Linked DNA regions of Mus musculus: all the other regions are linked to region 5. A link is a contact called in public promoter capture Hi-C data. All regions are on one chromosome and are shown on one strand. The core of a region is the stretch at or near the end of the contact, and the rest is flanking DNA. Distances in the headings are between cores, read along the strand shown. Region 1 overlaps Pcnx (pecanex homolog). Region 2 overlaps Pcnx (pecanex homolog). Region 3 has its middle 9.9 kb from the start of Gm30706. Region 4 holds the start of Dcaf4 (DDB1 and CUL4 associated factor 4). Region 5 holds the start of Rgs6 (regulator of G-protein signaling 6).

What was found. Promoter capture Hi-C pulls out the DNA fragments that hold promoters and counts their contacts.
Region 1: a promoter capture Hi-C map of the C10 cell line shows a contact between it and region 5, with 2.9 times the contacts expected there. The contact joins the enhancer-like site here to the promoter of Rgs6 in region 5. A contact is called at or near these places in 6 of 39 promoter capture datasets (the C10 cell line, cranial neural crest, embryonic stem cells and 2 more) and 1 of 115 datasets of contacts at active chromatin or transcription factors (embryonic stem cells).
Region 2: a promoter capture Hi-C map of embryonic stem cells shows a contact between it and region 5, with 3 times the contacts expected there. The contact joins the enhancer-like site here to the promoter of Rgs6 in region 5. A contact is called at or near these places in 9 of 39 promoter capture datasets (the C10 cell line, cranial neural crest, embryonic stem cells and 3 more) and 1 of 115 datasets of contacts at active chromatin or transcription factors (stem cell-derived neural progenitor cells).
Region 3: a promoter capture Hi-C map of embryonic stem cells shows a contact between it and region 5, with 2.2 times the contacts expected there. The contact joins the enhancer-like site here to the promoter of Rgs6 in region 5. A contact is called at or near these places in 5 of 39 promoter capture datasets (the C10 cell line, embryonic stem cells, liver and 2 more) and 1 of 115 datasets of contacts at active chromatin or transcription factors (embryonic stem cells).
Region 4: a promoter capture Hi-C map of hippocampal neurons shows a contact between it and region 5, with 2.1 times the contacts expected there. The contact joins the promoter of Dcaf4 here to the promoter of Rgs6 in region 5. A contact is called at or near these places in 5 of 39 promoter capture datasets (cranial neural crest, embryonic stem cells, hippocampal neurons and 2 more), 2 of 115 datasets of contacts at active chromatin or transcription factors (astrocytes and stem cell-derived neural progenitor cells) and 1 of 9 other capture datasets (embryonic stem cells).

Annotation. Positions count from the first base shown.
Region 1 is chr12:81,930,688-81,933,902 of GRCm38.p6, forward strand. It overlaps Pcnx (pecanex homolog), which reads left to right. Exons shown (of 36, transcript NM_018814.3): 8 at 2,844-3,028. Among named protein-coding and RNA genes, the nearest start is that of Pcnx, 72 kb to the left of the region's middle. Within about 2 kb of position 1,519, at least 54 of the 459 cell types and tissues checked have an H3K27ac peak or open chromatin away from gene starts, as enhancers often do. A contact at or near this core is called in hematopoietic stem and progenitor cells, where this site is marked.
Region 2 is chr12:81,970,033-81,973,407 of GRCm38.p6, forward strand. Pcnx (pecanex homolog) reads left to right here. Exons shown (of 36, transcript NM_018814.3): 20 at 1,214-1,364; 21 at 3,182-3,323. Among named protein-coding and RNA genes, the nearest start is that of Gm30799, 98 kb to the right of the region's middle. Within about 2 kb of position 1,494, at least 182 of the 459 cell types and tissues checked have an H3K27ac peak or open chromatin away from gene starts, as enhancers often do. A contact at or near this core is called in neutrophils and stem cell-derived neural progenitor cells, where this site is marked.
Region 3 is chr12:81,815,757-81,818,799 of GRCm38.p6, forward strand. No RefSeq gene overlaps it. Among named protein-coding and RNA genes, the nearest start is that of Gm30706, 9.9 kb to the left of the region's middle. Within about 2 kb of position 1,280, at least 74 of the 459 cell types and tissues checked have an H3K27ac peak or open chromatin away from gene starts, as enhancers often do. A contact at or near this core is called in embryonic stem cells, where this site is marked.
Region 4 is chr12:83,518,756-83,521,786 of GRCm38.p6, forward strand. Dcaf4 (DDB1 and CUL4 associated factor 4) reads left to right here and starts at 1,711. Exons shown (of 14, transcript NM_030246.2): 1 at 1,711-1,862.
Region 5 is chr12:82,615,146-82,618,391 of GRCm38.p6, forward strand. It overlaps Rgs6 (regulator of G-protein signaling 6), which reads left to right and starts at 1,780. Exons shown (of 17, transcript NM_015812.4): 1 at 1,780-2,238.

The DNA.
Region 1 (3,215 bases), core at 269-2,768, 680 kb before region 5:
ACAAAGAGAGTTTGGATGCTTATTTAAATCTTATTATAATAAGCTCCTTAAGAATTATTTAAAAATTTTTAATTAAGTTAGCTTTGTAGGTAGGTTATACAGGCCCTAGTTAATTCTTCTTAGTGACTAGAGCTAAAGTAAAGACAAATATTTAAAATTCCTTATAATATAAAGAGTTTGATATTTATTACCCGAAGTCATAGTTTTTGAGTCCTTGGTAGATTGGGATAGAAGGAAATCATCTTACTTTGGTAAAGAGCAAGTGATTTTAGGTATCTTTACCTTCTTAAAGTATGAGATGAAAAGGTCTGTAATAAAATGAGGTCACAGTCATTTTTGAGAACATGTGGTTAGAAATCTATGAGGTCATTTTGTGTTCAGATGAATTCATCATTTTTTTTATATATATACTCAGGACATTTTTTTCCTCTGGAACCTGTATATTCTTTGGCATACTGGAATAATACTCTTAGGACTTACATTTTAGTTGGAGAGATACTAAGGTAACTGACAATGTGAGGTAGAATTGCCAGGCACCATTTTGGTGTATAGAGGAGGAGATGGCCAAGACCAGCTGTATGTCTGTCATTTAAATTGGGAATGTTTGTCAGTGTGCTTACTTTCCAGCCCATAATGACAGACTTAGATTTCCTTTTACTGTGTGATAAAATATTTACTACTCTGAAAAGAAAGAAAGAAAGAAAGGAAGGAAGGAAGGAAGGAAGAAAGAAAGAGAGAAAGGAAAGAAAGAAAGGAAAGGAAAAAGGAAAGAAGAAAGAAAAATTATATTCACACCATACTCATGCCTGTTAAACTAGTTAGTATCCCCTTTGGGGATGTGATTATTGGCCATTTGTGCTAAAAAGCCAGCTTTTCCTGTTGCTGATGAAGGTTTTGAAAGCAGGAAGTAAGGAGTATAATGTTTATTACTGTCTTTAGGTCTTTAAGACTCCATAGCTAGAGTAATAGATTTTGACTAATTTCCTTCATTTATTTGGGAGTTGACTTCCATGCACTGCTTAATATTTTGAAAACATTGAGTATATTTGGATAGACATTGTGCATTGGTAGTTTGATGACTAGGATATTCTCTCTCAGATCTGTTCACATTAAAATATGATCTTTCTTATGACTTTAAGTGAAAAAAAACTGATAGAAAATTTTTGAGTACAAATTTTCTGGTTGAGTTCATTTTGATGAGGCTCATGGATAAGTTTAGATTGCTTCTGATGAAGAGGGACACATCAGTCATATATGGAAAATAAAAGCTATTTAATTAACAAGATCGTCTTTTTTTCTTCTTTAAATTTGTAGTGCTGGAGGTGCCCCCGTGGCTTAACACGTCGGCAAAGGCTCTGCCACTGAGCTGCGTTACCAGGCTCTTGTGACCCTCCCTTGACTAGTAGCTGCTGGGAAAATACTCGAAGGAAACTGCTAAGTGGCTAATGCCAGTGTGAACAAGAACCAGAACGCGCAGGCTCGCTTCTTAGAACGTGCGCTTGACAGTGGCTGAGTCAGACCTTCAGAGTACATGCTAATGTCTGCCTGTCGTGGCAGGATTAATGTTCTGTAACGCATGCTGTCCTCCTGTATGGCAAGCAGCCAGTATTAGCAACTGACCACTTTGGTGGCTCCTACCTGTAATTGAAATACAGTTGGCACGAGTGATATCAGAGTAGTTGCTGCAGCCACAGCTTAGCCTGCACATCACTGTCAGTCAGCAGTGTCTAGGCTTTGATTGCAGTGGATTCAAGGGTCAGAGTCTTAGTAGAAAATAATATCATAGAAATGGTAAGCTAAGCAAGGCCACCCTGGGCAGCGTTCTTCTTTTTCTAGTGCCTGGTTATGTTAGTGACAGTGTCTGGAACTGCTCGGAGTACAGTCACATTCACAGAGTGAAACATCGCTGGGGCATCGTGTGTACAATGCTGTATGACAGTTAAAACATTTCAGGAATTACATCAGCTTAAATTAGGGTAAAGCTTATATAAATAATGTTAATGAAATTTATAGTATCTTAAGTATAAAAGAAAATGAGTAAATAATATAGGAAAATTAGTTTTATAAATGATAAAAAGAAATTTATATTAACAAATACTAATTTTTAAACTTTATAAAACTATTAGAATATCTTTGGGAAATTAAGGTTTCCCAGTTGTTAAGATTTTCTAAAATAATGGATTGCTTTTAATGAGATTACAATATGGGCTGGAAAAGAATGTAACAGTGATGAGAACATGTTTTTTATGTATGTTTTGTATGTAACACATGTAGCCTTATTTCAGAATATAGAAACTATTATAAATAGTACTTTATAAAGTCGTGTTTCACTCAGTTGAGTCATGTTTTTTGGTTCTTTTGCAGTAGATTGTGTTATTTTTTTTTTTGTATTTTGGTTGCATTTGATAGAGATTCTTTGTTTTTCGCGTGTGTAGGAACTGTTTTATTGTGTATCTGAATCTGAGATCTTAGAACATTAGAGGGAAAGCAGCAAATTATTACAAGGTAAAATTTACCTGTCGGAGCCCAGCACCGAGCCACCTCACTTGAGCACACTCCGGACTCCTTGCTCTCTTCTTCACTCTAGAATCTAGTCGGGTTGAGCTGGAAGAAAGTTGCAGATTGGCAGTTAACCTCCCTATTGAGTACACACTGCTTTCCTCTATGAGTCGGATGGGTAAGGACGAGAGCAAGTGTAAACTGTGACTGTACGAAGCTCCATGGCGGCTCCTGGGCGATTTGAAAGTGTCATTTTGAAATCTGTGATCTGTATTGCTTTCACTCTAGCTGTTGTTTTCTCTTTTCTTCCCTGTAATGTCTCCCCACTCCATGTTCTCTCCTAGCCTTCAAGATGGTCAGCAAGGCCAGCAGTCCACAGCCCAGGTCAAGGTCCAGTCCCGCCCCCCATCCCAGGCTGCAGTGCTCAGTGCTAGTGCCTCCTTGCTGGTGAGAAAAGGGAGTGTCCACTTAGAAGCCTCACATGACCATGCATCTGCCGTAGGCGGTAGCAGTTTGCACGATGAACTTGGTATGCAGGCCTGATGTAATCTCTGTGGTTGGAAACTTGTAATTGACAGTCAGTGGGTAAGAGTGATTGCGGTCCTTTCCTGAGATGGCTTTCTATTGGAGCTATGCATCAGGCACTGTTTATTGGGTTTGTTTGCCGAGTTTAAGAGAATGACTTACTTTTTCTTTCTGTATTTCTCTTTCTTTTC
Region 2 (3,375 bases), core at 244-2,743, 650 kb before region 5:
GTGGAAATTTGCCCTTTTAGGTATTAAGTTCTGTATTTCCAGAAGTACTTGAACATGGTCCCTAGATAGTCTTAATCTCTTAATATCTTGATCCCCTCAGGTCTTGGTTTTGGTTAAAGCAGTTTATGAGGTGGAACGGGGCCAAGTTTAGCTAGACCACATTTGGATCTCCTTGTAAATAAGTAGGGATGGGCACCCTTAGGCCTCTGCTTGGTGTATGTGACCTTGAGCTTCCCCAGGCTAGCTTGTGGGGAAGGCGCTCTCCCGGCCCTGTGAGGCCTTGTGTTGTGTGCTTTGTTGTCCTCCTGTGGTTCTTTGCTCCTCAGACCGCCTACAGATCTCAAGGGTCTCCCCTGTGGTTTCCCTGTCCTCCCAGTTCCTAGCCCTCTCTTGGAGCTGTGAGCAGGGCCAGCACAATCCCCTCCTTGGTTCCTTACTTCTGGGCATAGGCTTATTTCTGTAAATCTTGCCTAATACAAACCACTGGGTCGCGGGTTGTATTTGATTTTGGTTCTTTCCTACGGGAGGGTAAGTCTCTGTTACTCCACTGAGCCAGAAGCAAAGGCTCACTCGATTATTTAATATTGTTAAGCATGTTTGCTTGTTTTTCTTCTTTCCAATTTCAACTTGCATTCCTGAACACTTAAAGTGAGATAAGGGCCAGTGTTCCTCAGGGTACAGCTGGACACTCGTTCATGTCTCAGTGGGCCTAGAGTTTTAGATGTATATGGCTCTTGGTGTTAATATCAGAAGAAATGGTGTTGATTCCTCCTGCTGTGAATCTGATCGTGCAGGGACCTGCCTCTCACAGCACAGCGTACAAAGACGTGCTCCTCATCCTGCTCTTCCTCCAGGACCTAGCTCATGGCCTTTACCTTCACTAGCTCAGACAGTGATGGAGAACATTCTTGGAGCAGGAAGCAACAATTCTAGCTACTTTCATTGAATGTAGTGTCAGACACCAAAGTAGTTACCATGCTTCAGATATGTGTAAGGGCAGTCAGTTAACAGTGGTGGCTTATTTAGGCAGGAAAAAAAAACAAAAACAAAACCCTACAAATACAGAAACAAATTTTGTTTTGTTTGATTCTAAGATTAACTTTACTGTTCCTCATTATTGGATGAAAACTGAAACCAAAAAAAGTGGAAGCTGGTCATGAAGCCAGCGAGGGCTCCTCACCTCCTCTCGCCCTGAACTCTGTCTGTCTTTCAGCCTGCTCTCAAGTACGTGCTGTACGCGCTGGTTGGTGTTGTGGGGCTTGTAACCCATTATGTGCTGCCTCAGGTGAGGAAGCAGCTCCCCTGGCACTGCTTCTCCCGGCCTCTGCTGAGGACAGCCGAGCACAGTCAGTATGAAGTCCGAAGTGAGTATGTCTCTGCCGCCCTCGGGCTCTGCCCACTCTGGTATGCCCGTGGTGAGTTAAGCAGACAGCATTGAGTCACGCTTTAGCTCTGGCTTCTTGCAGTGGGTTTGAAGCTTCCGGTGAAGTGTCGCCTGCAGGGCACTGTCTTCTGCTAAAAGAGCAGCAGCTGTGCTCCCAGGCCGTCTTCCGAGAGTAGACCTACACTTCCTGCTCTACCTCTCACACCTGTCCCTAGTGTGTCTGGCGTGTGACTTCTCTAACGTCCCCGATCCATCTTCTCCCTAATCAGTATACAAGCAGCTCAGTCCCCATCCAGTCCTCCATTTGAAAGGTTTTAATTTAAGCATAAGGAAGGAAGGAAGGCCTTTGTCCCTTATGCCACAAGAAACACTGTCTTACTTAAGAACAGTAGTGACAGTCCTTTCTGTAATTTCTGCTCAGATCTGGGTAAGCAGTGAAGTGACTGGAGAAGAGAGGAAGGCCTGTCCATTCAGCCAGCTTCTCCCTCCACTGTAAACTCTGACTCACTCTTCCTTGTCCGTTGGTCCTGTGACGGGCTGTGCTACACACAAGTGACTGAATGTAGCAAGCTTTCCTCCTTGGACTTGAGTGAAGTACTGTGAAGAGGGTGACTCAGCCAGTCATTTGAGTATGAGTTGATATTTTTGAAGAACATTGAAGCCTTTGAAGCTGTAGCAGAGTTGACTTTCTGTTCTCACAATGGGCCTCTTAATGAACCTGACTGAAGCCGTGTGGTCCTGGTGCTGCCCACAGCCTGGACGCTGGAGAGGCCACCGAATACTAATGAGCAGAGAGTGGGACGATGCTCTGGAGACCTTTTAGTAAGGGAAACTAAAGGAGACTGTGAGGCTGGTGCTGCCAGCCTCTGCACCGGAAACGTAGCCCACAGAGACAGGCTCTGGTTTGCTTTTCTATGATGAAGCATTTCCCACTTTTATATATAAATATACCAAATAGTTCATTTTTAAAATCAATAGTTTTATTGGTTGCTTTAATCAGTCTAAAATGTTTACAGATTTTGAATTGCCATAACATTTTTGACTTCTTGAAAATACTGAACTATAGAACTAAACTGGTTTTGTTTTGTTTTGGGGGGTGTTTTGGTTTTTTCTTTGTACTGATATTAGAAATGTAAAGACTGCCTAGCAGCCTGGCGTAGTGCTTTTAGAGAGCCAAAGAGCTTACCACCTTAACCACCATATGCCACTAGTGAAGAAACGCCTTATAAGCTGGGTGACTGTAAACTATGAGTGTGTGCATCTAGAGCATAGACTTTCCTATTGAGAAGTCAGGTGCTTTAGTAGCGCTTACTTATCTAGGATTGAGTACAGCCCGAGAACCTTTAGCAACTTTTCCTATATACAAATGTAGAAAATGAGAAAAATTATAGTGAAAAATAAGATCTCAAGAAATGAAATGCTGGAGATGCGGGTGCATGGTGAACAGTTGGCTCCTATGTGCTAAGGCCCCGGGGTGACACGTAGCTTTACACAACAGCTTATAAAAGTAAAGTTAGCCAAGTATGAGTTATGTCTAGGTCAGAAACTGTGTATTTGCGTATGCGTGTGCATATGCGTGTGTGTGCACCTGAATGTGTGTGTGTGTGTACACGTGTGTATGCCTGCATGCATGCGGTCGATCACATAAAAGTAGACATTGAAGTACGGGCTTCGTATGGTTTTGTACTCATAGCATTGAGCTAAACTTGAGTCCTAAGGCCATCCTTTCTGCTTACCGTATGCCCGACTGCCTTGAGCACTGTATGCATTGTGATCTCTGGACTTGTTGCCTCTCAGATGCAGCCACTATGATGTGGTTCGAAAAACTTCATGTGTGGCTTCTTTTTGTGGAGAAGAATATCATCTATCCACTGATTGTCCTCAACGAGCTTAGCAGCAGTGCAGAGACAATTGCCAGCCCAAAGAAACTAGATACAGAGTGAGTATATAGTCACCCGATCCATGTCCTTAGATTAGAACAATAATAAACA
Region 3 (3,043 bases), core at 30-2,529, 800 kb before region 5:
ACACAAGACCTTACAACATGTACATTGAACCACCTGTAAGAGGAAGGAGCAGGGCTGGTGAGATGGCTCAGCGGTTAAGAGCACTGACTGCTCTTCTGAAGGTCTGAGTTCAAATCCCAGCAACCACATGGTGGCTCACAACCATCCGTAATGAGATCTTCATCTGTGTCTGAAGACAACTACAGTGTACTTAGATATGATAATAAATAAATCTTTAAAAAAAAAAAAAGAGGAGGAAGGACCATGGATAGGAACCCCACTAGCTTGTTCTTGTGCGGCACACAATAGCCAGCAAAGCAGTGTTTCTCACCCTGATGGGCGTGACCTCCTTGAGGATTTAAAAACCCTTTCATGGGAGCTGCATATCAGACATCCCACATATCAAGTATTTATATTCCAATTTATAACAGTAGCAAAATTACGGTTATGAAGTAGCAACAAAATAGTTTTATGGTTGGAGGTCACCCCAGCATGACTGTATTAAAGGGTCACAGCCTTAGGAAGGTTGAGAACCAATGCAGTAGAGAAAGAATGTTCCTGGGGATTCTTTACAATGCCAGGAATACAAATTCAGGAGCTCAGACACACACACACACACACACACACACACACACACACACACACACACACTCACACACACACACACACACACACACACGGGTCTGTTTGTCAGGCAGCCATACTCAAGCATGTAACCCCACACTTTCAGGCTAGAGAAGCCAAAGTCTTGTTCATTCACTAACCGGCTCCCTGTGTCTATACAAAACCCATCTTGATTTTGCCCACTGAGTGAAAATGTAAATCCCATTGGCTCACCCAATCCCACAGACTCCTAGCAGAAAAGCCTTTTGTGAGCTGTTTGTTCAAGTCAGAACCCGGAGAATGTGCTGGGTCCTAACCAAAGATCAGTTTCTCTCTGCCTCTGCCTTTCTCCCCTGGGTTTTACCATTGCCTCCTTGGCTTAGTGCGGTGTGAGTTTGTCACGACTCCCTGCCTTACCCATATGATCTCTGAGGAGAAAAGCAACATCTTTGGTAGCGACCTGTACAACAATGGAAACAAAATTAAAAAAACAAAACAAAACAAAACAAACATTCCTCCCTGGATGACTGGGGACAGATGGGAGCCAAACCATTTCCTTCAGTCCCTGAGCTCATTGTTTCTCCCCAGTGACTTCTGCGATCCACAAAGAGCTTCAAATTCCAGGAAGACAGTGTTCTTATCCAATCCCTCCCCCACATTTACCCTTTTGGTTTTCTTTCTAGAGAGCGGAAGGGGGTGGGGGGCAGGGATCCTTGAAACACCGCCAGATGCAGTATTCCCAAGCGTGTGTGAATGGAGGTGTGAGTCCAGCCTTTTGTTGTTGTTGCTGTTGCTCTGGGTTTGTTTGTTTGCTTGTTTGTTTGTTTGTTTGTTGGAAGAAAGGAAAGAGGAAAAGTAAGAGTCTTTTAAAATGATGGAACTGGGCACGGAGAAAAATCCAGGTCAGTGGAGCAAAGCTCCAAAGCAGAAAGGGGGCGGACAAAAAGCAATGCTCCTCCCCCTGCTCAGCAGAAAGGGGGCGGGCTGAAAGCAATGCTCCTCCCTCCTGCTCAGCTCACCCAGTGTGAGCCAGGCTAGTTCAATGCTTCATGTGACTCTAACCTAATAAAAGGAGATCATGACGTATAAACATGCTACTGCGTAGTGAGAATACTACTAAACAAATCATTTACTCTTGCCATTTGTGACCGCTAAAATATACCTAAACAAGAGTGCATCAGGTTATATATATATATATATATATATATATATATATATATAAAGCTGTTTCTCTCTTTCTCTTTCTCTCTCTCTCTCTCTCTCTCTCTCTCTCTCTCTCTCCTTCTCTCTTGTTTTTTATTTTGGTTTGGTTTGGTTTGGTTTTTGGTTTTTTGAGACAGGGTTTCTCTGTGTAGCCCTGGCTGTCCTGGAACTCACTCTGTAGACCAGGCTGGCCTCGAACTCAGAGATCCGCCTGCCTCTGCCTCCCAAGTGTTGGGATTAAAGGCATGCACCACCATACCCAGCTTTTGTTTTGGTTTTGGTTTTATGTTTTTTTGGTTTGTTTTCTTTTCTTTTCTTTTTTTTTTTTTTTGGACTTTCTTTTTTCCTTAAAAATTTATTTATGTTATTTCTATGAGTACACTGTAGCTATCTTCAGAGGGCATCAGTTCCCATTATAGATGGTTGTGAGCCACCATGTGGTTGCTGGGAATTGAACACAGGACCTCTGGAAGAGCAGTCAGTGCTCTTAACCATTGAGCCATCTCTCCAGCCCACAGTGTGTCAGTTTACAACACGGTCTTTCCTTTGCCCTTTGAGAGACACTCTGGCTTTCTTCATTCCCTGCTGTGTCTGGGCAGCTGGTTTTTATGGGTTAAATATCTTTTGCTTGGGGCTAGCTGCAAGCATCTTCAAGAGATGAGAAAATACAAAGAATGACATGCTTATCTTTGTGGCCATTCCTGATGATGGGTCACCATGGTTGGCTACTTCTCCATACTGAAGATCACAACTTCAGTAAGGGGAGGGGAACATCTTCTTGCAGCCTACTCTTCTTGCAACAGCAACCTGGCCTTTCTGCTCACCCCATATGTTGGGTTTTTACACAGTTGCACATTTGTTTTCCATCCATTCTGTCACTTTTATAAGATTAGTCCCTGAACATCTTAATAAGTTGTCCAGTGTAAGTGTACTCTGTATTGCCAAGAGGTGTCCTGCCTGTTACAACACATGTAGTCTCTTAAGTGTCATCTGATTGGATGGTCTGGTCTCCTTGAAGTCTTGCATGGTTCTGTGCACAGACAAAAGCATTTGTAATTCATACGTTGATGGTTTGTTTTTTTTTTTGGGGGGGGGACTCTTTTATTTGGTCTGGCTCCTCTTTCCAAAGTCACACTCCCAGACCCACATAGAGAATCATACAGGAGTCTATCCATTCACACAGATCTTGAGGACTCATTCATGGGATCTATCTATTCACACATGAGACCATTTAACAATGGATGATCATTACTGCTGC
Region 4 (3,031 bases), core at 461-2,960, 900 kb after region 5:
TCTGTACAGCCCTATAGCCCTGGCTGTCCTGGAACTCACTTTGTAGACCAGGCTGGCCTTGAACTCAGAAATCCACCTGCCTCTGCCTTCCAAGTGCTGTTTTGTTTTTCATTTTATTTTGAATTGGTGGTGGTGGTGGTGGTGGTGGTGTGTGTGTGTGGCTTCCTTTCACCTCTGGATATTATACACTATCTAGACACCGAGTTAAATTTGTAACTCTGGCTGCTTAGTCACTGGAAGCCATAAGCCAAGCACCTGATTTGGGGTCATACATAGCCTTTACTCTTCAGGACTTCCTTTTTCAGCATTACTTTCTACCCTCACTTTACCTGAGAGAAAACAGAGTCGGGCCATGCCGCTTGACTTGCTTCTGACCATGGTTCCTTTGTGAAGTGAGTGTATATTACAGGTTTCCAAGGCAAAACTGGTGTCCACCCAGTTCCCATGGTGGGAATTCAGTGAATCCTGTCAATGGGGTCAGTCAGCTGCCTGTTTGCCAATCCTTCACAAGCCTCCCATGGCCGCCTCCTCCTCCCCCCTCCTCCTCAGTCCTCCAGGGTCCTCAAGGCTTCAGTTTACAAATCCTGCCTTCCTCCTCCCAGAATTCAGGTCAGAGATTCTCCTATTGTTATGTCTCCCATCTGCCCACAGCTTTACCCAACAAGGCTCCAGTCTCTGAGGTCCCATGGTTTTCCATGCCTCTGAGGCTGTTCTCCAGCCTCAACCACTTTGCTAAAGATTCCAAGGTCCTCACAGCCAGTCCAACCAGTAGCTGAAACAGGCTTCCAGCCACATCTTCTTTGAAGTCTGCTTTGTCCTTTTCTGGCAGTTCAAGCTCCGGGAAGCAGTAGTGCTCACTTCTCTCGTTTCCCTCAGAACCTAGCACTCTGCATATCCCTGCACACGTCTGTAAACTTGCTACAGGCTGAAGTGTTTTCATAGGCCCACATCTATGATCACTAATAGCTAGCTTCTAGCGGTCCAGCATCAGGAGCCTGGGCGAGCACCGCACACAATGAATCTCAGGAAGGGATTCTGTTCTCCAAATGCAATTAAGATCAAGGCTGTTGGTGGTCCCCACTTAGCCTGACCTATTTGAACCCATTCTGCTCTCACTACTATCACTTCTGACCTGTTACAAACTCCGTCTTCTTTGCAGTGGTACTCTGGGGTGGTTTTCTGACCAAGGCACACGTGTACCATTCTAGAAATATTACCTGTACAAACTTTGGGCTGGAGATCATTGACAATATTTGTTCAACTTTCTTGTTACAGTGGAAGAAATTAAGGCCCAGAGAAGTGATAAGCACACCTTAGGTCACATAGCAAGGAGGAAACAACCTGACCTAGATTCAAGGAGCCTCCCGGCACCGGCAACTGCGTCCCAAAGTCTTTTTCGCTTTCCTCCTCAGAGTCTCCTTTGCTCTTTCCACAAAACAATCATCTTCCCTCTCTCACATATCAGTGTTAACTCGGGCCTGTGTACCAGCTCCAAGCCGAGAGAAATTTCTCGGGATATGATCCGCAGTAAGAAGGAAGACTCACTGTCAAGAGAGTACCAGGGACTCTGAGGAGGCGGTAGCAATCTCTAGCCCCGCCCCAAAGCGCATCAGACCCCGCCCCTAAGCGTGCCAAGCCCGGGCACGCTCGACCAGGACAAGGCGGAAATCCTAAGTCCCGCCCTCCGTAAAGACCGCCCCTACTGACATGGACAGGCAGAAGCCTAATTCAATGAGAAGAAAGAACCGGCCGCTTTAGTCCTATGGGGTGCGACAACACAACATGAGGGTCTTTCCGGATCTTTGCACGCCCCTGGGTGCTCCAGCCCAGAAGTGTCGTAGCTGAGAGGACCATCTGTGCAGGTAAGGCTGTTCCCATGCGTGGCGTGCATCTGGGCGCCGACGGAGGGTGCCGCTGTACCCACGCAGAGGACAGAGAAGGCAAGGCTGAAGGCAGGAGGAGTGAGCGTGCCATACAAGGCCGGAGTGGGCGTGGGCCAGGACCTGGCGAGTCCTGCGGCGTCCCCAGGATCCCCTTGCAGAGTCCAGCCTGCAGTAGACCTCTGCCTCTGTTGAAATTTGGGCTGTGAAGAAACACGAGGCCAGGAGGCCAATAGTACTTTATGGTATAAATTTTGGAAGTTTATGTTTTTGGTTTTTTTGTTTTTTGGTTTTTCGAGGCAGGGTTTCTCTGTGTAGCCGTGGCTGTCCTGGAACTCACTCTGTAGACCAGGCTGCTGGCCTTGAACTCAGAAATCCGCCTTCTGCCTCCCAAGTGCTGGGATTTTGCTTTTTTTTTTTTTAAAGGCTTCTTTTATGTATGTGGATATTTGGCGTGCATACATGAGTGTACTTCGAACAAGCCTGGTGTTCAGGGAGGCCAGAAGAGATCAGTGAGATCTCCTCCAGCTGGATGATCGTGAGCCGCCCTGCGGGGTGCTAGGATTTGAACCTGGGTCCTCAGCTTTCTTAACCACTAAGACATCTACACACACACACCTTTTAAAAGAGCTTTTATTTTTAATTGTGTATGTGGGTGTGTGTGCTTACATGTGTCTGTGGAAGATCCAAGAGACCCAAATGTGTCAAACTCCTGAAACTGTAATTTGAGACGTTGTGAGCTCCTGAACTCTGAAGAACAGCAAGTGCTCTTAACTGCTGAGCTATCTCTCCAACCCTAGCGGTATCTTTATAAGACACAGAAAGAGAGGTTACGTGGTGGCTTGCCTGAGGTTGTGTGCAGGCTGGTATTTGGAAAAGTTAGGAAGCCCAGATGTGGACCAGCCTCCATTCCCTGCCACAGTAAGATGGGTGTTAGTGAGAAACGAAGCCTTTCCACACCAGTTCTAGTGACTTTGGGGAGCGCCACAACTCCCTCCACCTTGGATGACCAGACACAGCCTTGTGTGTGGAGCAAGGCAGTAAGAAGAAAAACATAAAACAAAACAACTAACAACTCCAAGTCAGCTACTCGGAGAAGACAAAAATCCCACGACCTGGAAATCCAGTTGTCGATAACAGTGGAAAGTAAT
Region 5 (3,246 bases), core at 530-3,029:
TAAGTAACAAATGACTGTGTATTAGGCACTTTCTCTTCCCAGTGGCAAAATACTGGAGACAAACAATTTACAAGAAGGAAAGACTTCTTTTGGCGTCAAGTTTCAGAGATTTTTAGCCTATGGTTTTTTGGTCTTGTGCTTCAAGCTACTGTCTTGGAGGATGCTGGTAGGAGACCTGTATACTGCGTGGAGACTGAGGGAGGAGCTAGTCTCATCATACACCCTTCAGTGGGACCCCTCCATGGACCCAGCTTCCTTCTACTGGGTCCCACCTCTGACTTAAAGTGCTTACCCCTACCAATAGGGCACACACAGGGTTCCTAGGCACATCTTATCTCCAACTTACACTCACTGACCCCTTCAGACTTCAGAGTACAGTTCCTAAAAACAGGTCACTCTTAGTGTGGCTAGCACACTAGCTTTATGTGAGGAAACAACACAGACATGTCTATTTTCTTGAATCAGTATATTATAGAAATCCATGGTTATAGGTGTTATTTACAGGGGTTGGATCCTACCCAAGGCCACCTTCTGAGTTAGCAGCCTTGTCCTCGGGCCTCGCTCAATCAGAAGCCATCTTTAACAATCTGCCATTTTAGAAGAATGGATTTACATTCAGAAGAATCTATTTACCTTTAACTGATGTTCTTTGTTATTTGCATATTTATGCACAGCAGTGTTGACAAACATGCATATTGCCAAGGAAACTTTAAATTTTCACCCCCAGAGCCATAAAGATGAAGAGTCCAGATCATTCATCCCCAATGACTTGGAGTAATTTATTTATTTTTTTCTGTGATTAATACACTAAAGTATAAATTACTGATTTATTATTGGTGTTGGTAACATTGACATACATACACATCTACTGGTAACTATTTAGTACCAACCACCTTGTCCTACCTCCAACTACAGTTCCCTAAAATAATTTGAGACAGGCCTTCATGTAGTCCAGTGTGACTCACGGACTCCCTAAGTAGCCAAAGCTGGCCTCGAACTTCTGTTCTTTCTGCTTCCAGCCCCTGAGTATTACAGGTGGATACCATCTCTGTCGGGGTTTACTCAGTGCTGGGGAAAGCACTATATTAGGTGAGCTACATCTGCAACCCAGTCATAAGTCATCAAAAATCACGTTTCAGGACTCTCAGGTTAAAATGTCCATTCAAGTTACCCTTGTTCATTTGAATGTCAAAGCTTCTCTTCTTGCCCAAGGATATTGTGCATAGTTTCCCCCTTAGATTCCCTTTTGTATTGTTTCAAGATAGTATCAACCACAAAGCGCTCCCAACGCTGTGTGGTGTAAACGTTGAATAAATAAAACCACGAGATTAGCAACAATATCTCTGACGAACGCACTGGCTCATTTTAATTTAGAGGGCGCCAGCCCCACGTCAGTGAGGGATTCAAAAGCTACCGGGACAGCACCTCAGGCCAGAATCGTGAGCACCTTGGCGCCACTAAAGTTTCAGTACACGGTCATCCTGGCAGCAAGGAGAGGAGCCTTGGCTTGTTTAACACAGTCCCTCAGTTTTCTAGGTAGCTGCTCGGTTGCCTGGAATCTGCAGATTATTTTTTTCCTCGCTTGCTGCACAGGGCCTGATCCGTACCCCGGGCGGCGCCGGGACAGGTGAGCCTGGCGGCGGCGACCTAAGAACGTGCTCAGGTGTCAGGGTCCCGCTCATAGCGCGTGGCTCAGGCCAGGTGCGGGCGCCCAGGTGCGCGGCGCGAGGCTGCAGCTGCTCTGGGTCCCCGACAGCGGGCGCCGCTGCGGCAGCGGCCGAGCCGAGCGCCTGGGCTGCGCGACTCCGGGCAGCTCCTTGGCGATCGGCCCCCACCGGGTGGCCAAGAACTCCGCCCGGGGGCGCCCCGGGGTCCCTGTTGCTGCGGGCGCCGAGGGGGCGGTTCCGGTCCGGACCAGCGAGGGGCGAGGGAAACACCCCGGGAGCCCCGCGCCCTGGCACCATGAGACCCGCCGCGCCTCCTCCCGGGTCCGGAGCTGTACAGTGTGCTCGCTGAGCCCCCTGCGGTCGCCGCCTCGTAGAGTGGCACCAAGAAGGTGGAAGAGGAGGAGAAGGCGACACTCGGGAGAGCAGTGCCCGGACAGATTTGGCCGCTCCTCCACCCCCCGAGAGCTGGCGACTCCCGGGTTCCCCAGCCTTATCATGAGCCGGGCGCCAGCCGGGCTTTAGGAGAAACTGAGACGCCGGAGCGAGTCGAGACAATTCTTTGGTTGCTAAGGTAATTGTAGTTGGACAAAAAAGGGACAAGAAAAGAACCCGGAGGAAAAGGAATGGAAGCCGCACCCGCGCCCCGATCTGTGTGGCTTGCATTCCTCGGGGGTGGGCGCTTGTCCATTTCGGATGCGTGACAGGTGCGGGTGTGTGTCTGCAGTTTGGGACTGTGCAGGGCGAGCTTACGTAAGTGACTCGGCGAGCTGGCATGCGGACTTGTGTGGGATGGGTGCAGGTCTGCGTGGAAATCGCCTTCCCGGCTTTGGGGTGGGACGCGCTCCGAGCCTGGGCCTGGAGGGCGTGCGGGGCCCCGAAGGCTTTCTCTTCTTCCCAGCCATCCGCTCGGAGAGCGCAGGTGGGGGAATCTACCTCCAGCAACTTTTCCTGAGAATAAGCTCCCGATTTGTGGGTTGAAAGGGCGAGGCTCCGTGGTGAGGTGAGGACCGCAGGGGCGGGTGGTGAGGTCTGAGGCTTGGGAGTTGCTTTCACAGACGGTAGGTATAGGCTTTTCTGAGCAGGTCAGGCTGCTTAAAAAGTGTGATGAGGGAAGTGACCCAGAAAATTTAAATTTGTTCAGAGGAAAAGCTGCGGGTTTTCATTCTTTTTTAATTTGACAAAGTGGGTGCGTTTTCTCTCTCACGGAGACAGTGGCATTTCTAAGTCTGCAAATAAATTGAACATGTTTTGAATCTCGTTGGTTTGGAATTATTCTCGCAGCATCAGTGCCTGCTTAGAAACTGGACCTGTAGGTAAGTTCTGATAAAAGCCCTTTAGCAGCCCTAAAGGAAAACTTGAAAGGCAACCAGGAGGAGGTTAAAGCCCACCATTTCATCTTTTTCTCTCCAGGGAGAATGGGAGAGTAAGACCTGGGTTGGTGTTTATCAGGCTGTTAGAGGATGGGTTGCCAGTATGTGCGCGATGCGTCGAAGCCCTTTGCTGTCCGAGGATAGTACACTATAAACAAGGCTCCCACAAGTCAGTTTCACAACTAGGTAGATGGGCAATTGTGTGGAGT